Linked DNA regions of Mus musculus: regions 2 and 3 are each linked to region 1. A link is a contact called in public HiChIP or PLAC-seq data. All regions are on one chromosome and are shown on one strand. Each heading gives the region's core, a stretch centred on a gene start, on an enhancer-like site or on the middle of the called end of the contact. The rest is flanking DNA. Distances are from core to core; before and after follow the strand shown.

Region 1 (3,845 bases), core at 401-2,900:
TGAACTCCATCATGTTAACCAAGAAAGCTGAAGTACAAATCACTTTCACAGCATGAACATCTATGTCCAGTCTCACCTAGACCACTGCTGACCACATGGTTTGTAGGTGTCAAAGCATCCCCTGGCCAAATGTGGTCATCCCTTCCCGAGTTCATCGAGATCAGTATGGGGTATGCCGTTCGTAGACAGTAAACACTAACAGAAAGCTTGTTAAACCATCAAGATATTTTAAGTAATTATCTCCATCTACTTGAGACCAGAAAACCAGAAAGTCACGTGTTGGGTTGGGTTGTGACTAGAGAGCTCTCTATTCTGAGCCTTCACTCCTCATCTAGATCACATGGAGGTAGAGGCCAGGCGGATGCAGATGCTTACATGCATGTCTGACTGTCTGGGTCCATCCTCAGATCCCAGAAGGTGGAAGGAGAGAACATGAGAGATTCTTGACCGACCTTGACCCCCATTCTCAGGTACTCAACACACACACATACAAATAACTGTTAAAAACAAATATAAAATATAAAGGACTATGCCATGTTAAGGACCCAATGGCATCTATCTGTCCCAAGACATATATGCCTCCAGCTCTCTGATTACATTTAAAAGCTAGAGTAGGAAAGGGACCTATAAGAAAAGCACTGCACGGACCTGAGTCTTGGAGAAAACAGATGCACCCACATTCCACAGCTATCCATCTCTTCCCTCCTGCCTTGCTTTTCTCTCTGAACTGTCTCTGGACACATCTGGTCTTCTCTGTGCCCTGATTATTTCTATCATTTCATTGTCTGCACTACGAGAAGCTGGAAAGAAGATAAAGAAACTCGTCCCTCAGATACAGCTCAAGGGATAGTTGTCTGGAGCATCCTGGATGTGTACAGGAGCTTTCTGGGAAGGACTCCTTTTCATGGCTTAGGACACTGTTCTACCACTGCGGGAGTTTTCAGTGCCCATGAGCATTTTCAGAAATCAGACATTAAAGACAGACATTCTGCCTCTGCCTCGTGTCCCTCATTAGCTGCCATCACTATTTCTCAGGACTTCATGTCTGTCTGGAAGAAAGGCAATGCCTCTTTCAGATTCAGTGCTGTCCTCTGTGGAATGCAGATGTTCACAGCTCTCTCCTATGGTCAAGGCATCAATGAAAGGACCACTGATCAAAAGCTAGATGCCACGGTTCAAAGCTAGATGCCACGGTTCAACGATAACTTTCCAGGTCAGCTTTGTGACTCACACATTCATAGAGCTAAAATTCGAAAATGACAGGACTACAGGTGACATTAGAAGTGATATTGTTTTGTTTTTTTTTTAATTATCTGGGTCAATGTTGTATAATACTATGATGACACTCTATTTAGTTGCAATAAAATGATTCCCAACAGCCATTAATTGATCCCAGTGGATGCCTAATAGCCTCTTAAAATAGAAGTTGAAACAATCAAGAACATTGCTAATTACATAACTCTTTTGTGCAATGTGGGCTCTTTAGATTTGGGCCTCCTAGTTCTCATTCATTCTTTGCCCTCTACATGAAAACACTGGACATTAAGGCTCCCCTGCCCATTATACATTGATTTAGACTGATACTCAGCGCTTCCAGTATACCTACCTTACCACTGGCTGTCTCTGGCATTGATATGCTTCAGGTGTGTCTGCTTTGTGACAAAACAGATAACAAGCAAACAATAGTGACGAGAATGTCAGCAACGTTGATAGGCTTGTTTCTAAGATAGATCAGATATTCTCTGAATGTGATCATTTCCCTTTCAAAGCTGAACAGCACCGAATGTCTCTGAAGAATAAGGAAGCCAGGTGTCTTTTTTTTTTCCCATACATCAGTTCACAGTGCAACATCACCCAGTCTAGTGAAATTCCATCAACAACAGGAGGGAAACTTGAGGCTTGCTGGGACAGGAGAAAAGGGAAAGAAGAAAAAATAAAAATAAAAATAAAAATAAAAATAACCCTGCCCTGAGAATTCCAGGGAAAGAAGCTCCTTCCCCAAGCTTTCTGATGAAGTCGCTTTCTGCATTTAATTATTTCCACTGTACCTTTGGACTAAGTAACTATAGGAGGGTTTTGTTTTAGTTTTGCCAGTTTATACTATGATTTCGATGTAGATCATCTGTTGCTTTTTAATAAGATCTTGCCACTCACTTGAGAAATATGTGCCATAAAAATAAGTGCTTCTGTTTCCTAAAACTCTTCTGGATCTTCTTCAGAAGTCTCTATTGTTCACTCCCTCAGAGTAAAGTACCGCGATCAGACCACATGGGGAGAAAAGTTAACCCTGACTGCAGAAGGAAACTGTCAAGAGGTAAACTATTAACCACAGCTTCTTTCTATCTATGCTGGTTAGGGGTACATTCCTTCCCATCACATCCCAGTTGAGCCACGTTCTCGTTCATTGTACACCCCTGTGGTATTTGGTTTCTCTTGCGATCTAGGGTGACCTCAGTCAGTCAGCGTGGCTAATCTTATAGCCATCTCCAATGTCCCCCTGATAGCTTGATCTGACTGTGATAATTTGTCACCGTCAAGCTGTTTAGGCATTTGGCTTTGGTCTTCTTTTTCCTGCAGGTGTCAAAAATGCAAAAAGCACAATTTATAAAACCTGAGATGACAGTGTCCCATTTGCACTGGCCATAGAGTGCCAGAAGGTAACTTTATTTAGAGGGCCACAGCCTTCTCTCCAGACAAGCTGCTGAAGTTCCAGGGTGGTCTGAAGAGCTGATTCAAAAACATAAATGCCACTGTAGCAACGTACAGTTCCTAAGGCCAAACATCCAGATGTGTCAATAATCTGTGGAATTAGAAACAGATGTGAGCCCTTGTTGAAAAACAAATATCATAGAATTGTTTCCTTTCCTTCGCCTCCTCACACACTTCAATGCAGTTCTTCCTTGGTTTGTTGTGTTTTTCTCTTTGAGAAACAAAAAGTGATTTCTATTTTTCATGCAGGCGTGTGGCTATGGATAAAATACTCCAGGGAAGGAAAAGACAGTTAATTCCGCCCCTCCTTTCATACCCAGCGGGACTAACCGAAGCACAGTGATAATTTGCAGATAGCTGGAGGAGGAGGTGGAGGAGGCAGAGGAGGAGGAAGGAGAGGAGGAGGAGGAAGAACAGGAGGAGGAGGGAGAGGAGGAGGAGGGAAAGGAGGAGGAGGGAAAGGAGGAGGAGGGAAAGGAGGAGGAGGGAGAGGAGAAGGAAGAGGAGGAGGAGGAGGAGGGAGAGGAGGAGGAAGGAGAGGAGGAGGAGGAAGAACAGGAGGAGGAGGGAGAGGAGGAGGAGGGAAAGGAGGAGGAGGGAGAGGAGGAGGGAGAGGAGGAACAGCAACCAGTCACCAGGCATATTAGTATGTTCTTGCAATTCCCTGAAGGCAGAGACAAAATGGATGATTCATAGAGCTGTCTGGTCAACCAACCTGGCCTTATGGGCAAGTGCCAGGCCAATGAGAGACCCTCAAAATATAAGGTATTATTATAAGGTAATATAACTAACTATACTGGAGATTTCCTCAAACTGCTACACTAACTCAAACTGCTACTCCAGATACACCACACACACACATACACACACACACACACACACACACACACAGAGTATGTATTTCATTACAGCACAAATTGTGCCTCCAATTATGTAAAGTTTAAGACACAGTCAACATCCATTAGGAAAGCTGAAGTGACTTCAGTTATAATACCCTGGAAGCCCTGAGGTCATTGTGTCAGCAAAAGCAAAGGGCAGCTGATTGGGCTGTGGTTCTCTGGTTAACTACACAGGGTTATCCTCTGTGCTCCGGTTAGCTCCACTGAGCATGAAACAAGACCCAGAATGAGACGCAA
Region 2 (3,917 bases), core at 516-3,015, 150 kb after region 1:
TCTTGTTGGCATCTACAATAGTGTCTGGGTTTGGTGGTTGTTTATGAGATGGATCCACAGGTGGGGCAGTCTCTGGATGGTCATTCCTTCAGTCTCTGCCCCAAAACAATTTCTTTTTCATTTGAGATTCTTTCCTTCTCTAAAAAAGCCAGGGACGATAATCCTAGCACTTGGGAGGCTGAGGCAGAAGGATCACTCTATACAAAAAGTCACTCTCAGAAACTGAGGTGTTTGGAAATTCCCTTACCCACCACCAGACAGCCTTTGGAAGCCGAAGGGTTACACAACAGAATTTTCTAGCAAGATTATTCCGAGTCTTTTCAGACCGTTTCAGTCACTTGTTTTTGCTTACTCATTGCGATGCTATTTGGACGTTCCTGTGCACCTGCTGCAATACCTGTGTACTCAGGAAGAACCATTAACAAAGCAAAATGACTGCCAGGTCTGGCTGAGGAGTCCTAATGGGACTGTGTACCAAAAACTAGATTGCGACAAAGATGCTTTGAACCCTGTCGCTCACCTATCATGGGCAATTCACCTAACTCTACTGTGCTTATGTTTTGTTTAAGGAAAAAAAACAAAAAACAAAAAACAAACCTAAAGAGTACTTACACCAGGAGGAAAATGTCAGGCGTTTGTGATGCTAAATTATGCCATTTTGCTCAGCTGAGAGCCTTTGCAAAATGGAGGCTTTATGCAAAAACAACAAATTAGGAAGGAGAAACACACACACACCACACACACAGATCCTGTTGAGTCCTTCCAGCAAATAGCTTCATGACTGTCACTGGCTTCATAACAACCCTCCCACTGTATCTTCTTTGGCCAACACCCAGAAAGCAATTGGTTTCAACTTTCCAAAAGACATTTAAATCTCCAATAGGATACTCCTAAAATCTGATATATTCTGCTCTCAGTAGAATCAAATTGAAAGAAGTGACAATGCTCTACCCTGGAAATACAATTTTTTGTTACTATGGGCTTATGTGAGCTTAACTCTCACTCTTAACTGATAAAAGAAAAGGGGGGGGGTTGAGCTTTCAGGATTTAGGCATTTTCTTCAAACTAACCTGTTGAACAACTTCTTAATGTGCCTATCAATCACCTGGAGATAAGAAGGGTTTGCATTTATAATAGCTGGTTGCTAAAATAAATATAAGTTACTATAACTAATTCAATCAACAATGGGACCTCAGAGGTCAGTAAAGGAATAATCAAACAGTAAGTATGAATAGGTTGTAATGTTTCTGATTAACAAATGTTCCTCTTGTCATATGATGTTAAGAGCTGCTTGAAGCTCTCAGGTATATTTAGAATGTATGTGTTTACATAGGAGGGGTCTCTGTGTACACACCCAGTCAGAAACCCATGAGTCTACAAGTCTACAAACATTAAGTGGTGCTTTCAGAAAACATATCTCCATGTGGCATGTTTTTTTTTTTTTTTTTAAACAGGTTCAGCCACCACAATTCAGAGAATCCGGCAGAAATCAAATAAGATCACAACCTCGCTGGTCAAACCCAGCGGTAAAAGAGAGCACTGCAGATTATTTTATAAAGCAGTTGATATGTTCAAGCTGGGTAATTTCATGCTTTCCCAATTTAAGTTGCGCCATTCATCCTGGAGGTGACAGAAGTCCTGGATCCTGAGCCACCAGACCTATGAACAAGGTCAACTGCAGAGCAGAAGGCTAAGACCGTGGAGCCCATCAACCGTGGCTCTCCTTGCGTTCACAGTCGCACCAAAACATTCTATCTAGGTTCCTGCCGCCCCTGGGTCTTTATCTGCACTGCTCTCTTGTCTAGCTGTGACAGTGGAGACGTGAAGAGGGAATAAAGGAGGTTCAGCATGAAACAGAAGAGTTACGGTAAAGAGCTTTAGAGAAAGAAGGCAGTGGAAGTAAAAGTCAAAACAAGGACCGGTACACACACACACACACACACACACACACACACACACACACACACAGACACACACACACAGACACACACACTCACACATACACACACACACACACAGACACACACACACACACAGACACACACATACACACACTCACACATACACACACACACACGCACACACACACACACAGACACACACACTCACACATACACACACACACACACACACACACGCACACACACACACACACACACACGCGCACACACACACACACCCCGCTCAGAGAGGCATCTAGGAATGTGAGCCAAAGAGTGACTTAAGTAAGAGTAATGTCTTTCTTTAGTTTAGACACACAACTTCATGGCCATGCCAGCTTCTAAGGCTTTAAGATGGCTGGCTGGCTTAGCCTTTTCTTGGCCATCATTTTGAGGACTTTGAAAAGCAAATAAAAGTTATGTGGACACGAAGAAGCATGGGAGGGGCAGACAGAGGCGGCGGACATCATGAGGCCAGTCTTTCATTGCACGTTCCTCCAGAGAAACGTGGATGGGCCGGAGCTGAACCTACCCACTTCCCAACTGCACCACCAGCTCATTGCAAGCATTTCAGAATGGTTGCGATTGAGATCTCTGAAGTACAGGGAACTGAAGCTTCTGCCTCTGACATTTACCAAGGAAGCAACTGACAAGAGATGACTTTTAAACACCTTGCTATGAAAGCAGAGATGTCATTAAGCACTCAGGTTCCTCTCTGAAAATTAAATTTTAACAGGTTTTTGATTGTCACCTTTCTTCTTGTTGCTTTATTTCTCACTCCTTGGAGGGATTCATTTTCAAAAGGATTTACTTAAACTTCCCCCTCAAAATCCAATTTGCAAATACACCTGCAATTGAATTTTCAATACGAATAGTCAACGTCACGGGGGCTATCATTTGCCTACAAAGTGGCCCTAGCTCTCGAGTCTGCACAGGCTGAAACACCTAGACTCAAGGGTCCCCTCACTCATTCCAGAGACAGACAATGGCAGGACCCACTCTTCAGCCACCTGAACTGAGAGCTTCCATGTATCCCCTCCAATGATCTAAGGATGACGCCTGAGCTCTAAATAAATTTGAATTTGGATCTTGATTTTACCAAAGAAAAAAAAATCTGTCCAGAAGATGTTTATCCATATATATATATATATACGTGTGTGTGTGTGATAAATAGAAATAACGAGGTGTCGTTGAATCACCTTTTAAAATTATTTTCTACAAGACATGAAATTATTTGCTTGATTATGTACCCTGAGACCCCCTGGTCATCAGTCAACAACTACTTGATGAATGCCTAAGGTTTGCCTTGCTTTCTTGCTTTCACTGGGAACAGGAAGAAATGAGGGAAAAAGACTGGTGTCACAGAAGTCTGTTACTAGATGTCCGTTAATGATTGAATCTGTCCTGCACAGATACAACCTAATTGTTAAATAGGAGAAACCACTGAGCTGGGCATGATGATGGTACAAACCTGTAGTCCGTAGGTGGAAACCGGAGAGTCTTAGTTCCAGGCTAGCCTCAGCTTCATAGGGAACTAAGGCTAGCTCAAACACAGGAGACCCTGATTCACACACACACACACACACACACACACACACACACACACACACACACACACACACACACATCCCTCCCTACACATACACTCTACATGTTGAGATGGCAAGAAAGTTCTGTGTCTAGACCCAAGAAAGACAAAATAAATAGAGCAATGAAAAGATACAAATGACAGGCTCCCACGGCAATAAGCACCTTAGTGGGGGAAACTGGGACTGTTGTTAACATTGTATCTGAAGCTACTGTGGAGTGGGCGTTGCACGTAACAGAAAGGTGGTGATTTTAAGCACTGGGTACCGTTCAGGTGAGCTTCATTATTGACTACATAAAACTCCCTTCGCTTTCCATTAAGTTAACTGTTATTCACAGATTGCATCATTCTAGAAGTTTAGTGTCTCTGGTTTCCCAGCAGCTACCCTC
Region 3 (3,461 bases), core at 230-2,729, 220 kb after region 1:
CTTGGAGTCAGCCTGGGTGGAGGGAGGCTGGTCATTGTAAAAGCTTTTATTAAGTCTTACTTCGAAATCCTGGGTTCCCCATCTCATGAAACTAGCACCCATTCTCGTGGGAAGGTGGCTATGAAGCATTCACAAACACGTGTTTTTAGGGTTGATAGGACTTTCTGTTAGGTTTAGAAACTACACCTACCAACTAACCCACCCCCACCCCCCCGCAAAAAACAAAAACAGACTCCTTATGTTTCCCTGTGCTTCCTTTTCTTTCTCTCTCTCTCTCTCTCTCTCCCTCCCTCTCTCTCTCTCTCTCTTTTGGTTTTTCAAGACAGGGTTTCTCTGTGTAGCCCTGGATGTCCTGGAACTCACTCTGTAGACCAGGCTGGCCTCGAACTCAGAAATCACCTGGCTCTGCCTCCTAAGTGCTGGGATCAAAGGCGTGCGCCACCACTGCCTAGTATTCCCCTTGCTTTCTAAGAGAGGCAGGCACTTAATATCAGTTCGTTGTGGCTTTTCTTTAGGAATACTAACCATTGCTTCAAAATAGAAACTAGAAATATGAGAAGAATGTCTCCTGGTCTAAAATTTTTGTTAATTCTGGCTCCCAGACAAACAATGATAGCTACCAACAAAGGTTCCAGGAAGAACAAAAGCATCTACTTTACACTTTAGTCTTAGAAAGGCCCCCAGGTCCTTCCCTTTCCTGGGGTTCTGTGGTCACGAGACCCTATCCCTCCCTTTGGAGACCTCCAGGCCTCTGTGAGTCAGTCACAGAAAAAGTGATACTAGCTGACCCAGAGACAATGCCGGTAGAGACCAGATGTGCAATAAGGCTGGAGAAGCAAGTATCAGCCAGGCCACAGGCATTGTATGTAAGCGGGAACGCACACAAAGGAGATATCACAACCATTGTCACCCAGCCATATTTGAGCTGAAAAATGCCCCTGTTATCTTGGAGAGCTAGACATATTTTATCCATAATATGATTTCTTTCCCCTCATACTCTGCCCCCAAAGAATGTGTGAAAATTTGTTTGGAAAAAAAAAATGTGTGACTGCACACACTAGTAATTCTAGCCCCTAGGAGACTGAGCCTAGACTGCAGAGTCAAGGATGCCAGTGGGTTTGGCAAACTTGTAATCTCTAGTTTGGGAAGTAGACGCTAGGGAATCCGTTGTTCAAGGTCATCCTTGGCTTTGTAGAGTTTGGTACAATCCCGGTTACATGGGGCCTTGTCCTCTCCCTCAAAAATTAAAAGAAACACGTGAAAAGGGTTTTATAAATATGAATATTTTTGGAGCTCTTTACTGTCCTGTCTTTAGTTTCAACTTGAATGAAACTGTGTGGACTGAGGTGTACTGCTGTATTTCTGTAACAATGGCAAGGCTCAGGGTTCACTTTGCCTTCTTCTGGTGGAGCCCGAGGGGCAGAGAATGGCAAGTCAGGACTCCTACGTGCTAGGCTAGGCAACTGTTCCGCTACTGATAAGCCCATGTTCTGGTTTTGCCAACAAATTTCTAATGTTCTTTTTCAATTCAAAGAGGGGGTGCGGTGTGCTATAGCCCAAAGATAGAACTCTTATCTTGCGTGCTCTGGAGCCTGGCTTCAACCTCAAGTATAGGGGTGAGTGTATAGAATTCTTTTGTTGAGTGCAGTAGCCCAGTGCCTACTAATTCTGCCCTCAGAAAAGAGGAAGAAAGATCACAGGTTTGGGGTCAGCATGGCCTAAAACAAGACTCAGTTCCCTGCGAAGTTCTTTGGCTATGTGTGTGCCTTTCACCTGTTTAGTCCATACGACAGAGCGCTTTAAGGGAGTCCGAGCGGAAGTGTACTTAGCAAAGTTAGGCCAAGCAAGTATTTCAAAGGGCGCGAGCGAGTGTGTGTGTGTGTGTGTGTGTGTGTGTGTTGGGGGAGCGGTCTGCAGTGTTTTTAAAAACAAAAGAAAATTCTTGATATTAGTGGGTTCCTCATCACCCCCATTTGTTTGTTTTATGAGACAGACTCTCACTTTGTAGCCAAGGATAAGGCGACATCGTCAATCTCATATACAAGGATGGTACACCAGCCTTTAAGGCAATGGGCACTTCTGGTCTGGAAGGGGAGAAATGTTTTCTGCAATGTTTCAGAAAAAAAAAAAAGTTCATTGGCCCACTAGTAAACCATTTAAAAAAATGTGTCACCGATATGCAATTTCTTGATGAGATCAAATCAATTACAGCAATGATAAAAACAGCCCTGGTAAAGGGCAACTGTCATCTATCTGTCTGGCCAGTTACAGAGTTTTGTTTTGTTTTGTTTTTTAAAGTCTTCACCATGTAAGCCCAGGCTGGTGTTGAACTTGTGATCTTTTCCTCTGCCTCGCAAATGCTGAGATTATAGGAGTGCCCCACTGTACCTGGCTAAAAAGGTTTGATTTTTGTTGTTGTTGTTTTGTTTTGTTTTTTTGTTAAAACATGACCTACTGGCTTTCAGGCTATAATTACTTAAATTGTATTTTTTTCTATTTTTCAAATCTATTTCTTACAATGTGGGGCAATATTCATCGTGAGTACATGAGATGAAGCTTCAAGGGTCCTGGGAGGTGGAGTAGGAGTAATTATCTTTAAGGTACATACATATATGTTTATATATAATTTTCAAAGATTAAATAAAAATATTTTACTGAAGATTTTTTTTTACATATAATACATTCAGAATGTATTATATGCACGCATGCATGGTCGCTTCCCTCTCTCTCCTCTCTTTCCATTCTGTAATTAATATATAGTTTCTGCACGGATCCAAGCTGTTCCTTTTAACACCTGTCCCATCTCCTCCCTGAAAATATTAGTTGAAAATTGTTCAGACTTACAAAAAAGAAAAAAAACAAAACCCCAAAAAACTAGGTATGGTGACACAGTGGTGGCAATCCCAGCACTTGCAATGAAGGTGCGGGATCGGGAATTCAAGGCCCACTTTGGGTATAGAGTTTTCAAGGCCAGGAGGAGCTACGCGAGAACAGTTCTCAAGCAAGCAAACAAAAAGTATAACAGGAAACAGAGAAAGGACTTCTAGGCTTCGGGAATGTATAGGCCTAGAGACAACACTTGGGGATAATTTTGGCTTACATTTTAAGTCCTAGGTGCTCCACGCATACAGTGAGTAGCAGCACTCCAGTATCATGAGACTCGGGTCCCCCAACAGCATGTGAGAAAGTGTGACGACCACCCTGGGGCAGCAAGCAGCTTTAGGGGATAACGGAACCTTAAGATCTGGGGTCTGGTAGAAGCAAGCGGCATCACTGAGGGAGGCCTTGATGGGCTACAGACCCTACTGAAGCTCTCTGAGTCCTGGCCATGGCCAGATGAGCCAGCTTGCTCTGTCACGTGACCGCCGCCAGCAGAGGGCTTGGCTCTACCGCAGGCTCAAAGACAATGGTGCCAACTGAACCTGCCTGCCCAAGCAAGTCTTCCTTCCTCTAAGAAATGT

The links. HiChIP or PLAC-seq counts read pairs in DNA pulled down with a chosen protein or histone mark.
Region 2: an H3K27ac HiChIP or PLAC-seq map of extraembryonic endoderm stem cells shows a contact between it and region 1, with 4 times the contacts expected there. The contact joins two enhancer-like sites. A contact is called at or near these places in 2 of 484 Hi-C or Micro-C datasets (myocytes and nephron progenitors) and 4 of 115 datasets of contacts at active chromatin or transcription factors (embryonic stem cells, extraembryonic endoderm stem cells and trophoblast stem cells).
Region 3: a contact with region 1 is called in an H3K27ac HiChIP or PLAC-seq map of extraembryonic endoderm stem cells. The contact joins two enhancer-like sites. A contact is called at or near these places in 1 of 115 datasets of contacts at active chromatin or transcription factors (extraembryonic endoderm stem cells) and 1 of 9 other capture datasets (embryonic stem cells).

Annotation. Positions count from the first base shown.
Region 1 is chr14:99,479,461-99,483,305 of GRCm38.p6, reverse strand. No RefSeq gene overlaps it. Among named protein-coding and RNA genes, the nearest start is that of Gm41230, 40 kb to the left of the region's middle. Within about 2 kb of position 1,650, at least 9 of the 459 cell types and tissues checked have an H3K27ac peak or open chromatin away from gene starts, as enhancers often do. A contact at or near this core is called in extraembryonic endoderm stem cells, where this site is marked.
Region 2 is chr14:99,334,214-99,338,130 of GRCm38.p6, reverse strand. No RefSeq gene overlaps it. Among named protein-coding and RNA genes, the nearest start is that of Klf5, 37 kb to the right of the region's middle. Within about 2 kb of position 1,765, at least 8 of the 459 cell types and tissues checked have an H3K27ac peak or open chromatin away from gene starts, as enhancers often do. A contact at or near this core is called in extraembryonic endoderm stem cells, where this site is marked.
Region 3 is chr14:99,262,114-99,265,574 of GRCm38.p6, reverse strand. No RefSeq gene overlaps it. Among named protein-coding and RNA genes, the nearest start is that of Klf5, 35 kb to the left of the region's middle. Within about 2 kb of position 1,479, at least 18 of the 459 cell types and tissues checked have an H3K27ac peak or open chromatin away from gene starts, as enhancers often do. A contact at or near this core is called in extraembryonic endoderm stem cells, where this site is marked.